4 separate regions of the Mus musculus genome follow, and all the other regions are linked to region 3. Evidence: chromatin contacts called from public HiCAR-type and HiChIP or PLAC-seq data. All regions are on one chromosome and are shown on one strand. Each heading gives the region's core, a stretch centred on a gene start, on an enhancer-like site or on the middle of the called end of the contact. The rest is flanking DNA. Distances are from core to core; before and after follow the strand shown.

The links. HiCAR-type assays count read pairs that join an accessible place to other places. HiChIP or PLAC-seq counts read pairs in DNA pulled down with a chosen protein or histone mark.
Region 1: a HiCAR-type map of astrocytes shows a contact between it and region 3, with 2.3 times the contacts expected there. The contact joins two enhancer-like sites. A contact is called at or near these places in 3 of 484 Hi-C or Micro-C datasets (B cells, adipose-derived mesenchymal stem cells and bone marrow-derived dendritic cells) and 1 of 115 datasets of contacts at active chromatin or transcription factors (astrocytes).
Region 2: an HNF4G HiChIP or PLAC-seq map of pancreatic cancer cells shows a contact between it and region 3. The contact joins two enhancer-like sites. A contact is called at or near these places in 1 of 15 datasets of contacts at CTCF or cohesin (the NIH/3T3 cell line), 2 of 484 Hi-C or Micro-C datasets (3T3-L1-derived adipocytes and embryonic fibroblasts) and 2 of 115 datasets of contacts at active chromatin or transcription factors (bone marrow-derived dendritic cells and pancreatic cancer cells).
Region 4: an H3K27ac HiChIP or PLAC-seq map of neural progenitor cells shows a contact between it and region 3, with 4 times the contacts expected there. The contact joins two enhancer-like sites. A contact is called at or near these places in 1 of 15 datasets of contacts at CTCF or cohesin (the NIH/3T3 cell line), 8 of 484 Hi-C or Micro-C datasets (CD4 T cells, bone marrow-derived macrophages, cerebral cortex and 5 more) and 4 of 115 datasets of contacts at active chromatin or transcription factors (fibro-adipogenic progenitors, microglia, neural progenitor cells and 1 more).

The regions. Positions count from the first base shown.
Region 1 is chr10:37,811,204-37,814,386 of GRCm38.p6, forward strand. No RefSeq gene overlaps it. Among named protein-coding and RNA genes, the nearest start is that of Gm46220, 250 kb to the right of the region's middle. Within about 2 kb of position 1,273, at least 59 of the 459 cell types and tissues checked have an H3K27ac peak or open chromatin away from gene starts, as enhancers often do. A contact at or near this core is called in astrocytes, where this site is marked.
Region 2 is chr10:37,615,006-37,618,445 of GRCm38.p6, forward strand. No RefSeq gene overlaps it. Among named protein-coding and RNA genes, the nearest start is that of Gm31330, 180 kb to the left of the region's middle. Within about 2 kb of position 1,621, at least 60 of the 459 cell types and tissues checked have an H3K27ac peak or open chromatin away from gene starts, as enhancers often do. A contact at or near this core is called in the NIH/3T3 cell line, embryonic fibroblasts and pancreatic cancer cells, where this site is marked.
Region 3 is chr10:37,355,671-37,358,999 of GRCm38.p6, forward strand. No RefSeq gene overlaps it. Among named protein-coding and RNA genes, the nearest start is that of Gm31202, 7.0 kb to the right of the region's middle. Within about 2 kb of position 1,756, at least 103 of the 459 cell types and tissues checked have an H3K27ac peak or open chromatin away from gene starts, as enhancers often do. A contact at or near this core is called in the NIH/3T3 cell line, astrocytes, embryonic fibroblasts and 2 more, where this site is marked.
Region 4 is chr10:37,071,439-37,074,508 of GRCm38.p6, forward strand. No RefSeq gene overlaps it. Among named protein-coding and RNA genes, the nearest start is that of Marcks, 66 kb to the right of the region's middle. Within about 2 kb of position 1,578, at least 19 of the 459 cell types and tissues checked have an H3K27ac peak or open chromatin away from gene starts, as enhancers often do. A contact at or near this core is called in neural progenitor cells, where this site is marked.

The DNA.
Region 1 (3,183 bases), core at 23-2,522, 460 kb after region 3:
TAAGTTAATTAGCTAAATCCTACAAAGTTTTTGAGATCTTACTGAGTTTATTTAGCTGATATCTTTTTTTATAATTTTGATAAAGGTTTTCCTCTCCTTTAGAGAACACAAGACCCCTCAGTTTATGTGTATCAAGACAGAAATTAGCTTTTCAAGAGAACACATCTTTCAGTTGCTTCTTGAAAATATGCTTCATTAGGAGAATCTGACTTTGTTGAAAGCTGTGATGTAAAAACTGTGATCAGCAAAACATACGAAAATAATCTTCTTTTTGGCCATCAATGATTTTGACCCATTGTTTCTCTAGAGATAAATGACATGATGCAATTTTATTTTAAATTTTGATGAATTATTCTTTTTCATTTAATTAGCATCACCAGGTAGTATTGAGACATGAAATCCGGCTGAATACAATGTTTTCTCTGCCGTGTCATTAGTGAAATAGCAGGAGTGTAATCAAATGTGACCCTTATGCTTTCTTTTTCAAAATGCTGTCAACAGAACTGGCTCCTCAGTTTGCTAAGATTCATCAGTGAGAGGATAGAAAGTTGAGTGAGATTTGAAGCAATATCCTCATTAGAGTTTCTTTTAATCAGTCTCTCTCTCTGTATATACACAGAATTTAAAGGGGGAAATACAAAGCCATACCATCACAGTTCTAGCCTGATATTTATGTTTGGCTGACATGAGAGGGTACCTGAGGCCAAGGTGACATTTAAAAGAGTGGTTACCTAGTCTGTCATCTCACTTCTGCAATTCATGTGGTACTGTGTGTCACATGAAGTTATCAGGAAATGGTGTGGAAAGTACGGTTCTTACTCTCAGTAGATTGTGGGAAACCTAGGGGATTCTGACGTGTGCTTTAAAAATATATTTCAAAACTTCTAAAAGGCATGATTTCGAAATGTGATTGGCTGGCTACTGGTGATTTTCAGACTAAAAATTAATCTGCTTGCAATGAAACCCACGTGAACCACGGCCATTGGGAGTATAGAAATTAACTTGAAGACGTGCAGTTTTCCATTTTATTTATCAAGCATTCACAACCAAAACAAGGCTATTTTTTATGGTTACAATCAAGTGCCTTCATGCCTGAATTCAAGCTTCCTAAATCAGAAAGTGCCAGAAATTACACTTTGAACCTCCAAATCATTTGAGTTGAACAGTAGTGTATTTTTGGAGACCAAATGTGCTCTCATATCCTTCCAACTCTGTAAAACCAAACAAGCAGGAATGTCATTATCTGGACATCCAGTCTTCATCCCTCACAAGTGACTCTGTCTTCCAGTGACACTGTTCCCCTGCTCCAGACAGAGCAGCAACTGTTCCCCAGTGTACATTTCCATTGCATCCCCCATCTTCTCTCCCTCCCCCTCCCCTCCCCCTTTACAGCCACAAATGCTTCAACAGAAGTGGGGGAAGATCCAAAGAATCCCCTTTACTAACTAGAACTAAGATGAATTGTGTCAGAGTTCAGAGCTTCGTTGTTGCTTGGCATGAAATTACTGCCCGTGGTTTCTGCCAAGGCGGGTGTCAGCTGGTGAATTATAACAGTGGCAGACAGGACTGAGATAAGCAGAAAATACAATGGCAGCTGCTACACAGAACTATTCTTTCTGGCCTAGTGAATACAAAAATACATTGTGTAAATAAAGACAGACAGCTTCTTTATGCAATTGTCTGCTACTGTGCAACTGCTAAGGAACAAGTATTGATTCCTGAAAATAGCCCCAGACACTTGAATGCAATATGCTTTTACACGTGAGATGACTGGGTTATTAAGAAAGCAACAATAAATCTAACTTCCTAACATTAGAGTTGAACCTTCAGGTAAATAAAGTATACCACTGTGTTACGTTACATTTCTGAACTTGAGCATTTCTTCAAAGCATGTCTTTCATTCAAGTCCACAATTCTTTATTGTGTTTTGAGTGTGAAATCTAGGGCTGTGATTGAGTTTTCATCAATTATAAAATAAGTGCTGTATCAGGGCTCTTGCTTAGATTGCCACAACAAAGTGCCATCCTCTGGAATGGCTTAAACAACAGACGTTTGTTTTCTTGTGATGCTCTTGGCTGGATATACTTCATTAAGACCTGACACAGTTGGTTTCTGGTAATAGATTCTTGGCTTGTAGAACAATGCATTTTTTCTCTGTGTTATATCTGGCTTTATAGCATCTACTTACTAATCTGTTTATTTTTTGAAAGCATTTTGCTATGTGGCCCATCATTAATCACCTGGGCCAGAGCTATCTTCCTAGCTTTGTCTCCTGAATAGCTGGGACTATAGTGTGCCACCACACTTGGGTCACTTACTAAAAGGGCACTAATTCTATCAGTTTAGGATCCCATATATAAGTTTCTATGTAATTTTTATTACTTTTTTAAACTTTAATTACTTTTTTTTTGTTCCCACTTTAAACAGTCAGAGTTTTTATGTTTCTGCCCAGAAAGTTTGGTAGGATAACATGGTATTCTTTATGTAAAAGTGCCCTAGGCACACTTGATTTTTTTAAAATTTTTTTAATTTTTAATTTTTTTTTTTCGAGACAGGGTTTCTCTGTATATCCCTGGCTGTTCTGGAACTCACTTTGTAGACCAGGCTGGCCTCAAACTCAGAAATCTGCCTGCCTCTGCCTCCCAAGTGCTGGGATTAAAGGTGTGTGCCACCATGCCCAGCACACACTTGATTTTTGTTACAAATAAAACTATGTAATGAACTTGTCTATCAAACTTCTATCCAGTACTTCTGAAGATTTTAAATAGTTTTCAGTAAAATATTATCCACTGAATAACTTTACATTTAGGAATACCATATTAGAAATTAGCAGAAGAAACAAGCATTCTGTAAGGTACAGAACTCTCCAAATATAATTCATAGTCCGTATAGATCCTGCAGCCCTTGTCTGTAAGGTCAAGTCTATTTTCATAGCTATACAGAAATGATGCTTGTGGGTTTTTCTTCTGCATATTAGATAATTTCATATTTCTGTGATAAATCACAATGACCAAGGCAACTTCTACAAGACAGCACTAAGTTGGGCTCATGAATTCAGGGGTAAAGTTCTTGATGATGGAGAAAAAGCAGAGTAGCTGGAACAATTGCAAGAGCACATCTTGACCTAAAAACAGGAGATACAGTGCAGTGGAAAAGCAGAAGTCTCCTTAAACATCAGAGCCT
Region 2 (3,440 bases), core at 371-2,870, 260 kb after region 3:
TAAAACTTGAAAGACTGTTGATATCTAAGAATAAGTAATGAAAGAATTGTGAATTTCTACACATCACTTTACTGAGTGAGTATATTTTATGTGATGGTAACTGTAGGCAGAAAACAAGGAATATTGAAATTGGTAGGGAACTTGAATTTGAACATCAGCATAAAATCAAAAGAACAGATTTCTTTTATGATTGTTTTTATATCACCTCCACCAATGTTGATGCTTTATATGCAGTCAAATGACAATAAGGCTAAGCATTACCAAGTGGTATACAATCCCAGTTGTTTTGGAGAAGTCATATGAAAGGAGATAAGAGGCAGCCAGCTGCCCCTTTTTGTTAGCCATGGCTGTTTTGGTGAGTTTTATTATTTATTTTTATTGTTCTTTTCCCCCTCAGGAATGAAAATTTCAATGCAGCTTAGTTACAAATTAACAGATTCACTGGCTCCTGGGAGACGACATGACATTGGATCATGTTTTCTGTTTTCAGTGAAGTTTGCTTATTTGTATTTTACAGATGTGGTGATCAAAAAGCAGCGGGAGTGAGACAGAATCATCTTTGTAGAGGTGCAATCAATGTCAGAGCACCAACAAGCCTGCTCTGGATCTGGAAGCCTGGCCACCAGGTCTCCTTGCCCAGCTGAAGAACAATGGATCTGAGCAACTGTCTTAGGCTAATACATAAAATGTGTGAATATTAGTTAGTGTCTGGATTTTTTTCTTTTTCTTTTCCCTTTTTCTTTTAGGCAACGACTTAAAATATAAAATTAAAGTCATGATACATTCAGGTGCTTGGATTCCTTTCACACTAAAGCTCTTTCAGGTCATAGGGATTTGGGGACATATTCCTACTTCAAATATTTTAAAAGTAATTTCATGAAAATATATATATGCCACTTTATGTAGTTACATAAATGTATGCCACTTCTTGTATATATAAAGTTGTATTATTGCTAAGTGAATTATTCCTAGAAAGGATGAAAATAAAAGCTCCATCTTATTTAAGAAGTAAATATGTGAAAGAATTTCTGAATTTCACCAAGGCTATTTTGCAATTCTTTCACAATATGCTAAGCTCAATATCCTGCTTTAACAACATGTACTTGAGTGGTCACATTTTAGGTTTATGGGGGAACAATTGATGTAAAAGAACATAAAGATCTCTGCCAAATGTTTGACATCTGACCTTTAATCATTTGTTGGACTTTACTTTAATAACATGACAACTCTGTATAAAGTATGTGCCCATGCGCGCGCACACACACACACACACACACACACACACACACACAGAGTTGAGGTATCTTTAGATTTAATAGTCAGTAGGAAAGGCCCTCTTTAGCAATCATTCTCCAGGACCTGGCCTGTCACATGTCTCCTGAGGTCAGAGCTACTACAGAAGCAGACCAATTCTGAGGCCCAGAACTGGTGACTTGCTTTTCTGCTCTGGTAGGATATTTAAACAAGCCAAGAATGGTGTGCCTTAAACAAATAAAGATTGAATGTGCGTGTCACAAGATTCCTGGTGAGCCAGGAAACAGATCCAGCCTTGAAGCTGCTTTCTTGATTGCAGGCTCCTAGTCAGAAACCTTGCAGAGCTGTGGCCTGGAAAAGCCCCTCCTCTGCCTTGTTTTGTCTTCCCCAGATGAGAGAGGGTAAAGAAAGTCTGGAAATCTGACCCAACTCAGGCCAATAAAGGGCTTTTGTCTGTGAACCTGACCACAAATGATTCATTAACATCCCACTGAAAAATTTTTGTCAGGATCCCACCCCCATCTTTAGAGAAATAAACAATTTGAAACAAAACTGAAGTCCAAGTGTAATCAATTCCCTCTTCAAAATCCTGCTGTCTACTGCATGTAAAGGTATTTATTTCTCCACGACAAAACAGTTGTTATAGATTTACTTCCATAGGCATGCTCTTAATTAAGTTCACAATCTGTTTTGTCAAAAGTAAAACAGGGGAAAAAAATCTTTCCAAAATGTCTCTAGTTAATATTTAATTAATAGCTAAGTTAGATTAAGAAAAACAAAAACCATACATGCTTCATTTGTATGTCTAATAGATGAATAATCATGCTCCTATCTTAATGCTGAGTAAAGTTATATTTTCATCTATTCCAAAAAAGTTCAACGGAAATTAGTAATTCTGCTTTAGAATTTAATCCTTTTTTCCTTGATGCTAACTAAAGGTAGGTACCAATTTTCGAAGGAAGTATACATTGAATTTCATTTCTGTCATATTCTCCCCTAAGAAGCATTGGTAATGCTTGACCTTTTAATAACTGACTTCAATTTAAATTAGAAAATACCAGTGGCATTAAATTATATTCACCGTTTATTAATATAACATTTAAACTCAAGGAAAATGCCAGATTCAAAATTTCTGACAAGGAAAATTCATCCCAAGCAACCTTTGTCTATGCCCTTTGTAAGAAACACAGCAGTAGCTGAGCCATCTTCTGTGCTGGTGTGCTTCAGTGTCACCAGGAGCACCCATCTCTCTCCTAGAAAGGCTTTCACCAGATTATCTACTTTTATGAGGAGAGAAAAGGCTTCTCTGCATCTCCAACTTAAGGGATAAAATAATACACAACCCCTTTTAAGAGCAGGGGACTCTAGAAATAATCTCTTTCACTGGGAAAGAGTTCTTTGGAGTCATGGTATGATAGCGGTGTGAAATGTCAGTTCTAGATTTTTAACGTGACTTAAATGTACCCTCTGATATCCAGGATTCATCGTCAACTCTGCTTTAATTACCTCTATTCCCTTCTAGGTCCTGTACTTTTGTGGCACTTGGAACAAATAAGACCCACGCGCTGGGATCTGACAGCAGTGTGGCCAAGTGATTGAGACAAGAGGTTGATTGGCAGAATGCTGCCCTGCTCTACACTCAAGCATTCCTTGGAAGCCCGCCCACAGATAGTGGGACTATTTTTAGCAGCTTACCTCCAGGTTAAAGTAGCTATTAGATATCCAGATTCACCCCCCTCCTCAGGGGCCCTTTCAGATGCAGCAAAATAGAACATAAAAGGGTGTAATTGGATGATTACAGCTAAGAACTGTAATCAGGAGCCATAGGGTCCCTCTCTCTCCTGAGTGCTCTGGGACACAGCCTCAGGAAGGCTCTATACCTCCTCGCCCCACAGCAGCTGACCTTAAGGCAAGTGTGGCAGGGCCCTCCCTGCATATGAAGCGCCTCAGAAAAGTCCATATTGAGGTTGTCTTCTTTTCACACATGCTGGGTAGAGTGTAAGGAGCTTGCACATCTGTATACAGTCTTCTGTGCCAGGGCCTGTTTATTCATGGAGTTACTTCAACAGCCATAGGAAGTTGGCATTATGGTGTGGGAAGAGTGTAGTGGTTGGAGACCAGAATATCAGATTGACCAGAAGTTCAAGCAACAGGTACTTGGTAGGTATCTGTGAACACCCTACAGA
Region 3 (3,329 bases), core at 506-3,005:
CTTAATGTTGTAGAGATGAAAGGCTTTGCTTTTCCCTCTCTACCTAAATTAACAAAAGACTCACAGTGCAAGGCTGGTGACTTGCTAGGATCTGAGTATATACATTCTTTCACCTGAGAAGCTGGAAATATTAACTCAAATGGTACAATCTAAATAAAAACAGATTGCTCAATATCAAGTAACTTACTTCACATGGGAAACCCAACCCAAATGGGAAGAAAAGGATCATAAAAATAACAATGTCTAGGAAGATTTTATTTCAAAATATAGTTCATGGCCTTATCTATTCACTCCTTTGTTTATTATTGATTGATTGATTGATAGACTCTGTCTTTAGGTTACAATTGCTATGAAGAGACAACATGACTAAGGCAACTTATCAAAGAAAGCATTTAATTGAGAGTTTGCTTACAATCTCAGAGGGTTAGACTATGTTCATCATGGTAGGGAGGCAGGCAGGCATGTGCTGGAGCAGTAGCAGAGCACTTGCATCTGATTCACAAGATGGAGAGAAAGAGAGAGAGAGAGAGAGAGAGAGAGAGAGAGAGAGAGAGAGAGAGAGAGACATGAAGTGGGCTTTTGAAGCCCCAGAGTCCACCTCCAGTGACACACTTCTTCCAACAAGGCCATAACTCCTAATGCTTCCCAAACAGTTCCACTGACTGGGAACCAAACATTCAAATACATGAGCCTATGGGGACTTTTCTGAGTCAAACCTGTGGCAGGATTTTCCCTCTCCAATTACATTAAAATTTTAGTGCAGCAGGAGGCCTGTGATTGGACAGGGAAAAGGGAGGTATAGCTAAGAGTTGAGAGATGGGATGGAGGGAGAGACAGGAAGCAAGATCTATGGACAGGATGATGCAGAACCATCATGGCTTTGAATAGCCATGGGTAGATATGCTACTATATTGGGATAAAATAATTGGGGTAACTTGACTAATCTAGGTGGGCAGCTTGTATCAGTATCAATTGGCACAGAAATTATTGTGTGGCCATCTTGTGAATTGAGAATTTATTGATATATAAATCTTACTGGTTAATTATAAGCTTCAAGACTTTTGTTTTACTGTGTTACTGGAATATGGTACCACAGACCATAGGGGTTTGTGGTTTTAGGAACAAGCCACTGAGGCAAGCGAACTGGAGCTAGGAAGACTGCAATCAATTGCTGCATGGGGCTAGCCATGGAGGCAGTGGGGTTGGCGGGGTAGAGAGTAGCCGGACTTAGTGCGAAAACTTGTTCTCTTTTAATGTTTCCTGCAATACACACCACTATAGGTTCTTACCAGACAGTGTAGTCTAATCTTGAACATACAATCCTCCTGCCGTAGCTGCTAGAATGCTGGGATTATAGGCATGTACCTCCATTCCTGACATTGCTTTAAAACAAAACAGAAAAAAAAAAAAAAAAGGTCATTTCCACTGCTTTATTTGAAAATCCATGGTAGCCAAGGATGGTGGTTCGTGACTTTAATCCCATTGAGTGGCACAGTCAAGATTTCTGTTCATTTGAGGTCAGCCTGATCTACATAGCAGGACAATCATGGGAGAGCACAGTCAGCAGCACCAGTGAATGGGAAAAGATATTGAAGCCTTTCTGCTCTGGTCTTTGACCACGTGCCCAGACCACCACAATCCTACCATTTGAGATACACCACCACAAACACAGTGAAACTATGTACCTAGGGAGAAAACGGCACATGCTGTGGATGGAGGAAAGCCTGAGCACTCTTCATTTTTAAGAGCTGCCAAGCTTTGCTGCTGGCTAATGTTTACATTCACAGAGGAATGTGATTGTAATATTGAGCTCATGCCTCTGGAATGTGCATTTTAATAAGAGAAATGCAGGCTCCAGTGTGATATCTCCATGTCAAGTTTTGCGTACATGAATGCACATACAGACACACACATACACACACACAGAGGCACACACGGAGGTAGGCAAACCTGTGATGTTTTCCAGCTTAAACGGTTGAGAGTTTTTAATTAAATGCAAAGACTAACACTTATCGTGCAGAAGGAGAGGATCTAAGCCTGCAGTGTTTGCAGCCACAAGGGATACCCAGTGTGCATGGGCCATTTTTGAACACTGAAGGAGACAGAAGTACCTCAGGATCAGCTGCAGCATCAACAAATCCCAGTGACCTAGATTCAGCTATAGATAATGAACTGGTGGCCTGTGTAGCTAGCTCTGTACCAACAGCCTGTCTGCAGTTCCATGGGCTGCCTGGCAAACAGCGCTGATCCATTTCACCATGACAACCTTGGCTGCTCTACTAAAGGCTGTGTGCAGGGAAATGCTCACTGTCAGCATTGTAAAGATTCCAAAAATTAAGTTTACTCAGATTTTTTTTTTAAATACACATCTCAAAAATCCAACTAAAAAGACATTCTTTAACAGTGTTGGAAGAGCTGGAGAAGGCAGATGTGCACAAGTGTTAGCCTTCTCTAAGCCTTACATTATCAGCAAAATGATCAACATTATGTCTTACTCAGCCAACGGCATCATGATAAACGTGCATCTAACCAAAATGAACGAGTCACTCTCTGAAAGAGAGAATGTACAAGTCAAAAGCCTAAGGAGTTATCTCCCACTGCTACACATATTCTGATCTTTTAAAATAGAAAATATGGAATCAAATAATTTCACAATAAGTAAATGGAAGGGTTTAAGTGGATTTACTAGAGCCTTGCCTCGGAGTTAATGTGTGCAGAATTGAGTTTCATTGGAGAACGACACTAGTATGCCCCTTGGGGGGGCGGGGGAATGGGTCTGTGCTTTGGTAAAGGAATTCCATTTAGGGAGAGCAATTTAGGAAAATCAGGCCCTGGTATGTGCACATGATCACATTAAAATGTTACCTCGGCTTGTCTGATGAAAACCACAGCCCCAAAGTGATCGCATTTGCAGACCTTTATACTGAACACCATGTGCTGAACTCAGCATCCCCTTTTTGTTGAGTTAGTTCAGGAAGGTAAATCTTAGAACCTCCTGCACTGTTGCTGTTTTGTGCACAGGAAAGGGAGTCACAGCAGGCTAAAGAATGGCTCAGGGCTTATTACCAAGGCTGTAGCTCAGGCCTGAGACAGAGAGTATATTTACTCAGGTAGAGTAGATTAACATGTGAGTTTTGTTTGTTTATTTTAGGAACAGTGTCTCACTTTGTAGCTTAGGTGTGCTAGGTAGGTTTTGTTTGTTTATTTGATTTTGTTCCGTTTTGTTTTGGTTTGGTTTTGGTCAACTTCATATAAGATAGGCTTACTTGGGAAGAAGAAGCCTCATTTAAGAAAATGCATTCACCAGATTGGCCTATAGGAGTCTGTAG
Region 4 (3,070 bases), core at 328-2,827, 280 kb before region 3:
GTTTTGAACCTGGACTCATAAAATGACTTTGGTGACTTCTGCCTAGAGCCATCACCAAGACAGCTATGTCCCCCAATAAAGAAAGACAGGTCAGAGATGCAGGCCCTGAGGCCCCACTGTCTTCTGGTAGTCTTTGAATGTCTTTGGGCTGTTAATCGTTCACATTTGCAACCCTGAAGTGCTATTGGTTCTGATAGACAGCTCTAGCCTTCACTGGTGATGTTCCTCCACATGGCTGACTCCTCATTTTCAACTGGGGGAGGGAATCCCCTCCTCAGAAGGTGAAGCCTGCCATGTTCTTCCTCTGAAGATGGGCGCCCTGGGTGTTCAGGCCTCTGACTCAAAGGGAACAAACAGTATTCAGCTTTTAGTTCTCCTATTTGAATCTATAGAACTGGGGTCTATTTCATCACTCTGCCTTATTGTGACTTGTAAGAGATTAAGCAGTGTGTGTGTTTGTGGTATTTATATGATATGCATGGTATGTGTGTATATGTAGTATGTGTGAGTGTGCATATGTGATGTGTGTGGAATGTGTTTATGTGTATGTGGTATATGTGTGGTGTGTGTGTGTGTGTGTGTGTGTGTGTGTGTGTGTGTGTGTGTGTGTAGATAAGGAATGGAATAGCATTTAGGGTTTTAAATGAGAAACCAGGTATAAAATATGAAGCCTGACATGTATGGCACTCAATTGATCTTTCTTTTCACTCCTTCCTCTCCTGTAATACTTGGCCCTGTCTTAGAAGGTGTGGTGGTTTGAATGAAAATGGCTCCCACAGGCTCATAGGGAGTGGCATTATTTGAAAAGATTAGGACAAGTGGCCTTGTTGGAGTAGGTGTGGCCTAACTGGAAGTGTGTCACTAGGGATGGGCTTTGAGGTTTCGGAGGCTCTAAACAGTACCAGGGGCAGAAGTTCTCTCTCTTCCTCCTGCCTGAGGACACAGATGTAGAATTCTCTCAGTTCCTTTCCCAGCGTCATGTCTGCCTACACACCGCCATGTTTCACACCGTGACGATAATGGACTAAACCTCTGAACTGTAAGCCTCCTTCAATTAAATTTTTTCTTTATAAGTGTTGCCATGGTCATGGAGTTCCTTCAGCTCAATAGAACACTGACAGATAGGGACTTGGAGGTGACGTTAGAGGACTGTGCCTAGGGTGACTTCTTCCTGAAAAGCATGATGGGATTATGATGAAACATTCACATTTTAAAAGTCATTTTTAAAGCCTGTGGGTTCATCAATGAACGCACTTTATAGTGAGAACTGCTCGTCTCACTTTCTTGGAGCAGTCATCGTGACTTAGCTCATACATACTAGGTGATAATTACATTTTGGTGTAATCTGAAATTCAATAAACACCACTGAAAACTGATAATTACAAATTATGACAATAATAGCATGTGAGGCTCATCATGAATCTCATGGAGTCTATTCAGGAGAAAGCAAGAGAAAATGCTAAAGTGTAAATACATTTAGAGTTAATTCATTGCAATTATTTCAATATAAAACGGAGCATACTGGAGAAATTGTCAAAGACTGGCTTGACCACTAGGGGGAGCACATAGATTAAAAACCCTACAGCTTCTCCATCAGCCTCTGAAAGCTTTTAAGGCCTGCAAATAGCAATTTCCCAGGACTGTTTACCCGATCTTCTTGTGCTCCTCATACACTAGAGCAGCGGTTCTCAAACTGAGGATCTCGAACCCTTTGGGGCCAAGCAATTCTTTCACAGGGATCGCATACCAGATAGTCTGCATATCAGATATTTACATTATAATTCTTAATGGTAGCAAAATTAGTTATGAAGTAGCAATGAAAATAATTTTATGGCTGAGAGTCACTACAACATGAAGAACTGCATGAAATGGTGCTAGCATTAGAAAGACTGAAAACCACTGTGTTAGAGGGATGTGTAAGTGAAAAAGTTAAAAAGGAATATGAGTATATTGGAAATGTCTACAATACTGAGCTGGGAGGCTCACACCTGTAAACCCAGCACTTAGGAGACAGGCCGGAAGAACTTTAATATCAGCAACCACAAACTCAGGCTTGCTTTGTAAGCAAAGGCTTGATCTACCCGAAGGAAACCTCTGGAAATGGAAACCAGGAGATTTGGCTTTAATGTATTTCCATGAGGCCAACAGGCTCCCTCCTTTCAGCAGACATGATCAAAGCAAGGGATGATGCAAAGGAGAGTTGGCTGGTTCTAACTGGGTTGGTTATCTAGTTATCAGTACAGCTGTGGTGCAGTCACCTAGACGTCATTTAAATGTATTTGACTGTTTTATGGCCCACAAATAGTGAAATGGGTTTTTGTGAAAACATGTCATGGTATGTATGTTCACTTTTTTTTCTTTTCACATTGACTATAGAGATTGAATGAGGTGGATCACTAAATGTTTCAAGATGAGATTAAAGGGTGTGTTGTGTGTTTGTGTATGTGTGTGTGTTAAATTCAACCAGATTAGAATTACTTTTGGTAACCAAAGAAACCATCACAAATTATTAATAAAAGAAATCTACATTTAAAAAAAAGTGCCAGACAATCACAGCTATTTTGCATAGTGAGGTCTAGAGCCACATTGCATGACCTCGTCTCAAGAAAATAAAGCCAAAACAAATCCTAGAAATGATTATAAATGCTCCAAAAAAAATTGCTGAGCCTATGTACCCCAAATTATAGATTCAATTTAAAAAATTTTTTCCAAATGTGTGGGTCTTTTTAAAAACATTCTATGGAATTATTTATTTTGTTTACACATGATCAAGGGTTGGGGTTTTGCAATAAGATCTGACATGCATACAAATATGGAATGCCAGTGTTTCTGAGTCATATCAACTCCTGGGCATGTCTTAAGTTGACTCCTTTTCATCCATTTCCCATTGCAATAGCTGGGTTCTAGGATCTACTGCTTTTCGCCAGGACAGCCATGATCATTTCTTCTTTACGGCCTCTATCCATGTTGATAACCTCTATCTGTCACTTAAACACAACTCACTGAGCTTCACATTCAAATGTGTGTTCATGTGTGCTGGGGACCAATCCTAGTTCCTCACATACGCCAA